Linked DNA regions of Sus scrofa: region 2 is linked to region 1. Evidence: chromatin contacts called from public HiChIP or PLAC-seq data. All regions are on one chromosome and are shown on one strand. Each heading gives the region's core, a stretch centred on a gene start, on an enhancer-like site or on the middle of the called end of the contact. The rest is flanking DNA. Distances are from core to core; before and after follow the strand shown. Region 1 holds the start of LRIG2 (leucine-rich repeats and immunoglobulin-like domains protein 2). Region 2 holds the start of PPM1J (protein phosphatase 1J).

What was found. HiChIP or PLAC-seq counts read pairs in DNA pulled down with a chosen protein or histone mark.
Region 2: a contact with region 1 is called in an H3K27ac HiChIP or PLAC-seq map of alveolar macrophages. The contact joins the promoter of PPM1J here to the promoter of LRIG2 in region 1. A contact is called at or near these places in 1 of 47 Hi-C or Micro-C datasets (embryonic fibroblasts) and 1 of 2 datasets of contacts at active chromatin or transcription factors (alveolar macrophages).

The regions. Positions count from the first base shown.
Region 1 is chr4:107,509,332-107,515,383 of Sscrofa11.1, forward strand. It overlaps LRIG2 (leucine-rich repeats and immunoglobulin-like domains protein 2), which reads right to left and starts at 1,977. Exons shown (of 18, transcript XM_021090738.1): 1 at 1,870-1,977. It also overlaps a transcript of SLC16A1 not described here.
Region 2 is chr4:107,721,715-107,727,711 of Sscrofa11.1, forward strand. PPM1J (protein phosphatase 1J) reads left to right here and starts at 1,713. Exons shown (of 10, transcript XM_021090759.1): 1 at 1,713-2,079; 2 at 3,395-3,509; 3 at 4,181-4,258; 4 at 4,558-4,670; 5 at 4,926-5,010; 6 at 5,822-5,940. The coding sequence starts at 1,754.

The DNA of each region.
Region 1 (6,052 bases), core at 727-3,226:
CCACGACGGGAACTCCTCCAAAGTCTATATTCTTTTCACAACACTAGAGTTCCTACTAGGGACAGATCTAGATTTTGTGAGGCTTAAGGTATACATAATTTTGGTGGATATCTTCAAGAAAAGGAATACAAAATTACAACACCAAGTATGACCCTGTGGATACACTGGGGAGGGGCTGCCTCTGCCGCCTCCCCTCCCCTCCTCCCCAAGGGAGGGGCTTTAAGGGTTAAACATTTATGGTTATACTATTATTAGGTGCTTACTATATGCCAGACACTAAAGTAAATACTAATTTTATTATCATAACAACCCTATGAGGAAGGTACTATCCTTGTTTTACAGAGAATGAGGGAGGCTTAATGATTTGCTTAAGGACAAAGAGCTAGAGGAACTGCCAAGTATCAAAGCTGGAATTCAGATCTAATCCTGGGTCCATATTGTGAACCTATCACACTAAGCCCCTCCAAAGCCTTCTTTTGCTATTTGCTGGGAATCATCTACTTCTACCACTTCCCACTACATTCCATTAGTTAGGTTCACACGTGAACTAGTCCTAGTTTGTCTAACTCAACTCTCCTACCACTTACCCTGAATGCTACTACTTCCCTGATACCCTGAAGCACTGCTTTCCCAAGTCCTGGCTACCCTAAGGACCTGAAGTGCCTTCCTTCTCTGTATTTATTAAAGGTAAAAAGCAATCATTGCTTATAAGCATATCTGGCTATTCTAATTGTCCTGAACTGTCACTGAAAACTTTTGTTGTGTGAAACAGAAGCAGAGTGGGTGAGAGAAAGAAAGCACACAGGAGGAGTTTTTAGACCTTTCCCTCAACCCCCACTCCATCACAATCTAGGTTCTTCATTTGCAAAACAAAAAGCTTAAGGCCAACCGTACTGAGCAGTAGAGAGAATTAAGTGGGGAGGAGGGGAAGGGAGGCGGCAGAGGCAGGCCTGTGCTCATCAACTGCTGGTAGATTTCTACCTGCCTCCCTTCACCTCCCCAGAAATTTATAAGCGTGGGGCCTTACAAAGATTTTGGGTATTTCTCAAGTCTCGGACATCAGAGGCACTCCACGATCAGTTAATTTGATCACTTCAACTACAACATTGGGTTGGGCGGTTAACTCAGGTGAACTGCTAAGCACATACATAATCGACTCTAAAGACTTCTTAGCTGTATTTGTCCCAATCCTTCAGCGTTCATTACAAATTTGGCCTCTCTGCATTCTCATTTCCCCACGTTCCGCACACAGAGACCTTCCTGTTTCTAGCGTCCCCACCCTCAGACCTGCTCTTCTCTCCCGACTTCTGCGTTTGACACCCACCATTCAGCAAATGCTACAGACCCGGCTCTGTAGTAAGAAACTTCTCATGAAAACCACCAAAAGCCCTTATGAGGTCGCTTCTATTAGTGTTGCCATTTTAGAGCAGGAAACAGGCCCTGAGTGTTTGAGTGACTTCCCCGAGGTCCCTGAACTCAAGCAGCGAAGCCACAAGCCGCGCTCTTAACTGCTGGTCCCCGGCCTCTTGCCGGGTCCGAGGAGCACCCGCGTCCCTTCAAGCCCCGCCCGCTCCTCCACTTCCAGTCACTTCCCGGCTCCTCCGCGCGCCGCTCGCCCCCCACACCTGAGTCAGGCCCCGGGGCGCGCCCCATCCGTCCTGGGCGGTTTTCCCCTTTTCTCCGCCCGAGACTGAGGCTGAGATCTACGGTGGGGTCCCAGAAGCGAGGAGGTCACCCCGAGGTCCTCTGACGGCCAGTCCGAGGGGCGAGTCCCGCGGGGGAGCGAATACTGCAGAGGAGCACATCCCGCCGCGGAGCACGGCGACGCCATCCCCGCCGCATAGCGGGGGCGCGGCGCGCGGGTCTTACCCGGCCACCGGTCACGTGGCGAAGAGGGGGCGCCGGCGAGCGCGAGCGAGCTAGCGGGCGCGCGCCTGAGAGCTCGTGGAGGCGCGAGTCGCGGTTCCCGTGTAAGAGTAGGGGGGAGGGGGCGGCGGCCGGGAGGGCCGACTCCGCCTCCTGTGCGCATGCTCCGGCCCGAGGGTTATAAGGCAAGCCTCGCGGGCCCGGCCCGACAAAGTGCTGGAGAGCTGCGACGTGACTGGCGCGGCGCGTGGGTGCCGGGGCAAGCGAACAAGGCAGCCGGCGAAGGACGCGACCTGAATCCTGGGCCCCGCGGAACTGCAGCCGCGCCGCCGCGTCACGCTCACGCCTGGCGCCGCGAGCCGCGCATAACGGTTAGTTAGTAACGGGCCCGCCGCGCGCTCGGCGTGGACCCCGCGGTGTCCTCGCTTCCTCTGCGGGGTCGGGGGGAGCGGAGAGCTTGGTCCTCCGGAAAGGAGGGGGCGGCCGGGCGGGGGCACCGTGGCCGCAGCAGCCACGTGGCCACGGAGCGCAGCCTTGGTGAAGGAGACCTTGGGACGCTGAGGACGGCGCCTCTCCCGGCAGAGCTGTGGCCCCGTTGTCAGGTGCCGGTCACCGACCTGACCGAGGAGTTGGGTGGTGCTGCCGGTGACCTTGGGGAAGTCGCTTCCCCTCTAGTCTTCAGTAGGTCCTTCAGGAGATGCTTTTTGATCTGGAAATGGGACGACGTGGGGCTGATTCACGTGGTGCCTCCAGATTGCTGGCGGCGTTCTCCAAGAGAAGGGACCCGGGGCTGGAGTAATTTTGGACTCGTGGCATGCCCGCCCCAACCTCCTCTGCCAGCCAATCCTTGTCCCACCTGGTGACCTGCGGTAGTGGCTTGGGGGACCTGCAGTCCCCGCAGCCTGGGCGTGACTGCAGGGCTTCGAGTGGACTTTGCCGAGGGGACGGTGCCACTGGCAGACGCCCGGAGTGGTGCTGACGGGAACTCTTTGTCATTCAACCTGTGGCTGCAGAACGTCCGCCGCAGCGCCCTCGCTCTGGGGTTTTAAGACGGCCCTGTCCAGAGGAATCTGAAGCATAGCGTTACACTTGGTCTGATGCGCGCTTTTTGTTGCAAATACATCCCTTTTTTCCCCACGTGCATTTTAACATTTCATTTCTTTGTCATGACTTATTTGGTGCGACAGGCTGTTGCCAAAACTAGTTGGTAATTAATCTTAACCAAAAAAAAAAAAAAATTACTACTTCAGCCGAGTTGCCAGTGTCTGCATATAAATCTAGGCATCCATTGGTAACAGGGAAATGTTAAGTACTTTGTTCATAACTAGGTTTGAATTTTTTTTTTCCAAGAACTATTCTGATTTTGAAATAAACTGTGTACACTTCAGTGCCTTGATAAAACGGTTGTGAGATTAGTTACTGGAGGAAAGTCCGTGATAGGGTGAGCTCTGAATTGTGTGAGAGTTTGGAAGTGTGTGAGTAGGAATTAGCTGTAAATAAACAATTTTGGTATCAGCTACCAGCCCAGTGAGGTGAAGCAGAGAGTATTTTAGTTTAGTTTTTTAGGCATTGAATACTCCCATAAATCTAAGTCTTACGCCCTGAGGTACAATTTACCTTTAAATTGTCATGTAAATAGTAAAGAATTTAAGATATCTAGCCCTTAAAACAAGTACTGGATAAGTATTATTTAAATGCTGAAGTTACTTCAGTAATTAATTCAGGGATTAGATAGATGCTGTTCTTTCTTTGGATTGCAGTGACCCTTGATAAAAATGCAAGTTAATGGTCTGGGGAGCATTATGCGAGTTTTTTTTTTTATAGCTGAATGGGTTTAAAGGTTTAGTTTTAGGCTTAACATAATAGGCTGTAACATACCTAAACAGATTAAAAAGGAAAAAAGATCATGCCACCATAGGATGAACCAAGTGACCAGTGTTTCAAGAGTTTACATATCTTTTGGCCTTTTATATATTAATGCATGTAACTCTGGAAAGGATCTTCATGCCCAGCTAGTCACTTTCCCTTATTTTACAGATTAGAAAACTAAGGCTGTAGAAGTTAAGTGACTTCTCAACTTTTTAATGATTGGATGGGAATTATGTGTGGTTTTTTTTTTCCCATATTAAAAAATTTTATTGAAGTAGAATTGATTTACAAGTTGTGATCATTTCTGCTATACAACAAAGTGATTCAGTTACACATATACACACATCCATTCTTTTTCAGATTCTTTTCCCATATAGATTATCATATTATATTATAGAATATTGATTGCGTAGAGTTCCCTGTGCTGACAGCAGGTCCCCACTAGCCAGGCATTCAGTATACAGCGTACATGTACCAAGCTCAAATCCCCAGTCCACCCCTTCTCCCACCCCACCTGTCTCCTTTGGTAACCATAAGTTTGTTTAAAGTCTGTGAGTCTGTTCTGCAATAAATTCATTTCTATCTTTTTTTTTAGATTCCACATATAAGTGGTATCATGTGATTGTTTTTCACTGTCTAACTTCACTTAGTGTCTCTAGGTCCTGTCCATGTTGCTGCAAATATGTGTGTTTTTTGACTCCCATTTAATGAGTTTGGCACTCTTGAGATTTCTTTAAAATTTTATATATATATGAATTATCTCACACCAAAAACATTTGTTTTAAATCATAACTTCCTAACTTCTTATATCCTTCATTCCTACTGGATTTTCTATCCACTTCATAATATGCATTCCTCTGCAGGATTTAGGTCCATGTAAATATCTGTGGGGCCAGTCTGGTTTTGTCATCGAAAAGGACCAGGAGAATGGGACTTGATTTGGTATTGGCTACCATGCACTATGAGAGACCTAGGATTCAGCAATAGAAGTTCTAGCCCTATCACTCCTGGAGTATATAGTCTAACTGGAAAACAGTGTATATCATTTCCACAATAAGTACTCTACAGACAAGTAAACCTTTATTCCACAGGTTCCTATGGGAACAAATACTCTATTACGTAGGTGTGAGAAGACACCCAACTTAGTATAGGAGCAATCTGGGTAGGCCTCTCCAGGAAATGCTGTTTAACCTGAGACTTGAAGGATGAATAGGAGCTACCTATTCACTAGGGAGTGATAGTGGAAAGAGCATTCTAGACGTAAGTATTGAAGTTATAGTTGGAGTACAGGGTACATTGGAAAAACTTAAAAAATTGTCATTGGGAGTTCCCGTCCTGGCTCAGTGGTTAACGAATCTGACTAGGAACCATGAGGTTGCGGGTTCGATTCCTGGCCTTGCTCAGTGGGTTAAGAATCTGGTGTTGCCGTGAGCTGTGGTGTAGGTTGCAAATCCGGCTCAGATCCCGCGTTGCTGTGGCCCTGGTATAGGCTGGCAGCTAGAGCTCCAATTCGACCCCTAGCTTGGGAACCTCCATATGCCACGGGAGCGGCCCTAGAAATGGCAAAAAGACCAAAAAAAAAAAAAATTTCATTAAAGCTACAGCTTAGAGAGCAGAGAGAATGAGGGAAGTTGGAGAGGTAGACAATATCAGATAATGAAAGGCCTTATTAGTCATATCAAGGAAATAGGGAAGGGATTAGATTAAAAAAAAGATTTAAGGAAGTGCTCTTGTGTTGAAGCTAAATGAAGCAATTTGAAGGTTTTAAATGGGGCTGCAAATAGCATGATCAGATTTTAGGAACACCACTCTGGATACAGTGTGGAGAATAGGTTGGAAAGAGGCTCTTGGAATTGTGTGAGACCACAGTGATGGACAAGATGGCCAGAGGTGGGAGTATGAAAAAGAGTGGAACAGACAGAACTCAGTGGTAGACCTGATGTGGAGACTGGGGAAGCCAGAGGAATTTAAAGTATCTCCCAATTTCTAGCTTGAGCAAATACAGTTTATTATTTGTGTCCATTTAACTAATGCGGCCATTAAGAAGTTGTGTGACTAGCCCAGGGCTGTTCAACTTGTAAAGGTTCGAAACAAAACTCAAATCTATTCTTGTCCAGTAATATTTTGCTCTTATCAGTAGTGATTTTTTTTTCCCTTTTCTAAACAGTTATGGAAAGTTACAAACCCAATTGAGAGCCATTACTGTCTCATCTAAATCCTACCTACTCCCCCTAACCCCTACTGGTTTATTATGAAGCAAATCAGTTATGTAAGTATTTTATCTGTAAACATTTCTGTATATCTCTAGAAAATATGA
Region 2 (5,997 bases), core at 463-2,962, 210 kb after region 1:
TCCTTAACCCACTGAGCAAGGCCAGAGATCGAACCCACATCCTCATGGATACTAGTTGAGCTCCTTAACCACTGAGCCATGACGGGAACTCCAGCAGCATATTCTTTATCTCCCTATCTGCCTGGCCGTTCTATGTGCCTTTGGGTCTGATCTTTTTTTTTTCTTTTTTTTTCCTTTTTTGTGACTTCTTTGTCTTCTCTCTGCCCAGAGTCGAGTCATAATTATAGAAGTCTGCAGACCTGAATGACTATTGTGAAATTTTTATTTGGAAGCGGTCTAGCCAGGAGCAGGGAGAGTCGTGTTCAGGAAGCATCCAGCTGACAGTCCAGAGGTGGAGTCCCCACTATGAACTGGGTGCCAGTGGTTCCTGAGGGCTACCTTCGACTTGCATTAGGGCCATAGGGCCTTGTCCCCATTTGAACCATGTGTGGAATAAGAGGTGTCTTTGGAGGCCTAATGATCGACTCCTAGGCTTAGGCACATAGCTCTTCAGTTCAGGGCTTCAGGTCAGTTACCACCCTCCTGGCTCAGTCAGGCTACTAGCCTGGCCTCTGTCTCCCCCCGGCGGCAGCCACAGAACCTGGATTGCTCTCAGCCTCTGGCTTAAGAGGAGGAGTATGGGAGAGGAGGGACCCCCACCCTTCTGCTGGGTATCTACCTCTTAACCCTTCCTTTCTGACCCAGACAAATCAGCTTCGTTCTTTACAATCGGCTTTGGTAGCTGGGAATTGACATAGGTATGAATTTCGCACTGACTGTTCAGTCCTGCCTCATCCCTATAAAGAACATAATAAAGGGAGTTCCCGTTGTGGCTCAGCGGTAACGAACCCGACTAGTAACCATGATGACGCGGGTTCTATCCCTGGCCTCGCTTAGTGGGTTAAGAATCATGCGTGGCCGTGAGGCGTGGTGTAGGCTGCAGACACAGCTCGGATCTGGCGTTGCTGTGGCGTAGGCCGGCAGCTGTATCTCGGATCCTACCCCTAGCCTGGGAACTTCCATATGCCGCACCTGCGGCCCTAAAAAGCAAATAAATAAGTAAATAAAAGAACATAATAAAACCCACCTTGCAGGGTTGATGCGCGGTGTAAAAGACCTAAAGTATGTAAACGCTCTCTCGGATCTATAAGTGGTCTTCAGGGAACAGCGCCCTCACGAATCCAGGAACTTATCCCCAGATCCCTTATTCAGGATGATGGGCTCCAGCTTGTCTAGTCCCCAACCCCCACACCACCCCCAGCAGCGGCTCGCTTGTCCTCGCTCTCACTCCAGCGGCCCCAGCCAGAGGTGTTATCGCACCAGGAGAGTCACACCCAGAGGTCACCGAAGCGACTGGTTTCGTTTTGAGGTCACCAGCTCCATCACCCTCTGGGTAGGCTGGCCACAAAGAACCGAGGACGAAGAGACACCACCCTCCCGTCACAATGGGGACGTTCTAGTTGATGCCTAACCTTAGAGCAAGGCTCAAATAGAGTTTCCTTTTCGCCGTCCCCTTCCTATTACAGCAGGCCCTTCTTCCCCAAAGAAACTGAGGCGGGCGAAGCCGGAATGGGGCAGGGAAGAGGCCGCAAGCTGGCAGGGCTGTTCGCGGGGTAGCGGGAGGCCGAGGAAGTTTTGCCCAGGACCGGCTCTGAGGGCCGGGAGCCAATGGCAGGGCCGGGCTGGCGGGAGCGAGCACCGCCTCCCGCGAGCCCTAGGGGGCGGGGCCTTCCTTGGGGCGGGGCCACGGCCGAGGGCGGGGCAGGGAGGCAGCATGCTAAACCGGGTGCGCTCGGCCGTGGCGCACCTGGTTAGCTCTGGGGGTGGACCGCCTCCGCGCCCCAAATCGCCGGACCTGCCCAACGCAACCTCGGCGCCGCCTGCCGCCCCTCCAGAAGCTCCCAGGAGCCCTCCGGCGAGGGCTGGGAGCGCGAGCGCGGCGCCCAGGAAGATAGCAGAGGCTCGAGCGAGCTTCTCCCGACCGACCTTTCTGCAGCTGAGCCCTGGGGGTCTGCGACGCGCCGACGACCACGCTGGCCGGGCTGTGCAAAGCCCCCCGGACACCGGCCGTCGCCTGCCTTGGAGCACGGGCTACGCCGAGTGAGCGACCCCGGGAGCACCCTACTCAGATGGGACTCCCATCCCCAAACCCCTCCCCATCTCGGCATCCTGGGCACTGGGATGCGTCCCCCTCGCCGCGCTAGGTGCCAGGAGCTTCCTTTCCCCAGGACCTTTTGCTATTCTCTGGGCTTCGGGCCGCACCCACTCCCAGCCCTTTCTCAAGTCGGGTGAGCCTTCCTTAGGACCTTCTGGCTCGCTGACTACCCTCACCCACGCCGCTTCAGGACCTTGTTCCCTTCCAGAGCCCGGAGGGTAGAGGGCCCGCGAGTGATGAGTTGGCCAGTTCTCAGTTGCGGCCCGGTAGCTTAATGACTAAGGGAGGAGAGGTTTCAAGGAGCGAGGGGCCCTTTTAATAGAGGAGGTGGTGACTGGAAAAACTCCTTGGGCTTCCCGACCCCAGCGCCCCAGTTCCCTGTTCCTTTTACCGTTCCCCTCCCCCTCCACACCCAGAAATAGCCGGCGACACCAGGCGGCCGCCGGCTTCCCCAGGAGCGGGGGAGGGGGCCTCCCAGAGAAGCGGAAGGGCCCCCTTTGAACACCCCTCGGCCGGTGGACTTGCCCTGGCTAGGCAAGAAAGTGGACCCCGGGCCAGAGCTGTCGGAGTGGCTGGAGCAGCCGGCTTGTATTTTTAATGCATCTGCTGGGAAAGCGGAGCACTGAGGGAGACGGGAGCGCTGAGGTGCTGAGGCTGGTGACTCCGTGACTCCACTCCCAGCTCCTTTAACTTCCTTTTTGGGAAGAGTTGGTGGTTATGTGGCTCCTGCGCAGTCCAGGGGGGCATCCACTCCTACCCTATTTCAATTCCTCTTTCCTGATCTGGGCTGGAGCACTTATTGCCAAAGCAGCAGAAACTTTCACTGGATGATTTTAGAATAAAGGTGGGTGTGCTCATGAGGGTGGGGTGCTGTGGACAAGGCACTAGAAGAGTTGACTGGGGGTCAGGGTGGGATATAGGGTCTTGGCAAGTCAGGAATTAAAACCTCCTTCCCTCCATCGAAGTCCTTCCGCAGCAGCAGCAGCACCACTTGGGAGGTCCCCTTAGCCAGGGACCAGGGGACTGAGGCAGGAAGGTGCTGCTGTGGCCTTTCTGTGAGGTAGTGGGGCCTGACACCCAGACAGTACTCCTTGTGCCTTGCCCTGCCTCCCTTTTCTTTCCTCTGGCCTGGTTCCCAGGTGGCTGTGACCTTTCTCAGCTTGGCCAGCAGGCTCCAGAGAGGGTATGTGTGTCTAAGGTGGGAGTTATTCCAGGACCCGGTCTGGTGTCCAACCTGATGTGGTCACTGTGGCCTGACAGGGTCATCAACGCTGGCAAGAGCCGACACAATGAGGACCAGGCTTGCTGTGAGGTGGTGTACGTGGAAGGTCGGAGGAGCGTTTCAGGGGCACCCAGAGAGCCTAGCCGAGGCCAGGTGAGCCCTTACCCCCTTTCCTAGCCTGCGTCGACACAAGTGACACCTCTCCCCAGGGATTCTAGGCATCTGGTTTTAGTCTGAGCCCTGTGAAAGACCTACCTCCTAACTCACAAGCTTTCTACCTTCTGGCACAGAACCTTTATCTGGCATTGACTGATCCGCGAGATTCTACCATGTCAGTATGAATATTCCATTTTCCGCTTAAAATGTAGATGCTCATGTATTTATTGATGATTTAAGTAACCACTAATGTTTATTTTTGCACCTTTTATCCTCTGAGTTTGACTTTTTCGATGCTTTTAGACACATATGGCCCTTGGTGAATGAGCGAATAAATATGATTCCCCTTTAATACCAAACTCTGACCTCCTCTCCGATGTTTATATGGATGCCCACACTCTTGCTCTTCTCCCTGCATAACACACACTCACTCACACATTCAACTTTTCCTCCACCAGGGACTCTGCTTCTACTACTGGGGTCTGTTCGATGGGCACGCAGGGGGTGGAGCTGCTGAAATGGCCTCTAGGCTCCTGCACCGCCACATTCGGGAGCAGCTAAAGGACCTGGTAGAGATACTCCAGGACCCCTCACCACCTCCCCTCTGCCTCCCATCCACCCCGGGGGCTCCAGGTTCCTCTGATTCTTCTCACTTGGTTGGTCCTCAGCCCTGCTGGCCTTTGCAGAAGGAAGTGACCCATGAGAGCCTGGTAGTGGGTGCCATTGAGAATGCCTTCCAGCTCATGGTAAGTGGGGGGCCAAGGTCAAGGGCCTGCCAGACCGACACTCTGATCAACTCTGTATGGGAGTCAGGTGGCCTCAGGAGGTGACCCTAAGAGCCCACGACAGCCTTGAGAGCCTGAGCAGAGCTTGGTTCAGAGGGAGGGAGAAGCGAGTGTCATAACGATGTCTTCCCCACTCTCTGCCAGTGTGGCTTGCCTGGGCAATTCATTTCTGCAGACATGGCGGGGCGGGGGGTGGGGTGGCGGCTGTGTGTCTGGAACCTCCTCTTCATCCACTTCCTCTGACCTTCCTCCTATGTCAGGATGAGCAAATGGCGAGGGAGCGGCGTGGCCACCAAGTGGAGGGGGGCTGCTGTGCACTGGTTGTGGTCTACTTACTAGGCAAAGTGTACGTGGCAAACGCAGGTGACAGCAGGTATGGGGTGGGGGCTTGGAAAATGGCTACGGGGGCGGGAATGGGGGCATAGAAAAGAGTGAGGTGGTGGGTGTTCAAAATCAAAGACTCGAGGGGTTCAGGAGGGCTCACAGACATAAGGAAGGGCCTGACATAACTAGGAGGGGAGGAACACTGGGAGTCTGGGTGAGGGACCCAGGGAGGGCCTGATCCTTGGGGAATTCTTGTGAGGCGGTTGAGGAGAGCCAGAGCCAGATCTTTGCTTTCTCTGGGCAGAGCCATCATCGTCCGGAACGGTGAAATCATTCCAATGTCCCAGGAATTCACCCCGGAGACTGAGCGCCAGCGTCTTCAGCTGCTCGTGAGTAGAAACTAGACTCCCTGCTCCCACTCCTTGTTGAATCCTGTGCCTTTCTGTGCCCTGTGTCCCAAGGACTCTTCTCCACCACCGCACAGATAGTTCCTTCCTGGGAGCTTACTGGGGATGACCTCATGTAAAGGGTGCAGCAGAGAGGAGCGTGGGCTGCTCCAGTGCACCCACGGTGGCCCCAACTGAGGAAGGAAGTGTGGTCAGAGGTGGGGGAAGGAAACTGCCAAGGTCCAAAGGGGCAGTATGGCTCACTGCTTTTTTTTTTTTTTCTTTTTCCCTTTTCTAGGGCCACTCCCATGGCATATGGAGGCTCCCAGGCTAGGGGTCCAATCGGAGCTGTTGCAGCTGGCCTACACTAGAGCCATAGCAACGCCACATCTGAGCTGCAACCTACACCACAGCTCACGGCAAGGCCAGATCCTTAATCCACTGAGCAAGGCCAGGGATCGAACCTGCAACCTCATGGTTCCTAGTTGGAGCCATGACGGGAACTCCTGGCTTAGTGCTTTAAAGCAGTGGCTCTGGAGCTGGGTGCCTAAAATTGAATCCGGGCTTGAGTACTTTGCTTATTGTGTGCTCTTCAACGATTTCTTTAACTTCTCCGTGCATCACGAGTGCCTGCCTTAAAGGTTGTTGTGAGGATTAAATGAGTTAATAAATGTTAATCTTAGAACAGTGCATGGCACATGGTAAACTTCAGTTAAGGGTCTGCTATAATTAACACCATCTGTACACTAGGGTGTGCTGTAAACCTAACGCCCCCCTGGCCCTTTGCTCTCTGTCTGGCCGCTCCCAATCCTAGGGCTTCCTGAAACCAGAGCTGCTGGGTGGTGAATTCACCCACCTTGAGTTCCCCCGCAGAGTTCAGCCTAAGGAGCTGGGGCAGAGGATGCTGTACCGGGACCAGAACATGACTGGCTGGTAACACTTCCCTCAGATCTGGGACCCGTTTCTGTGGCAACACAACCAGTCCCTCGC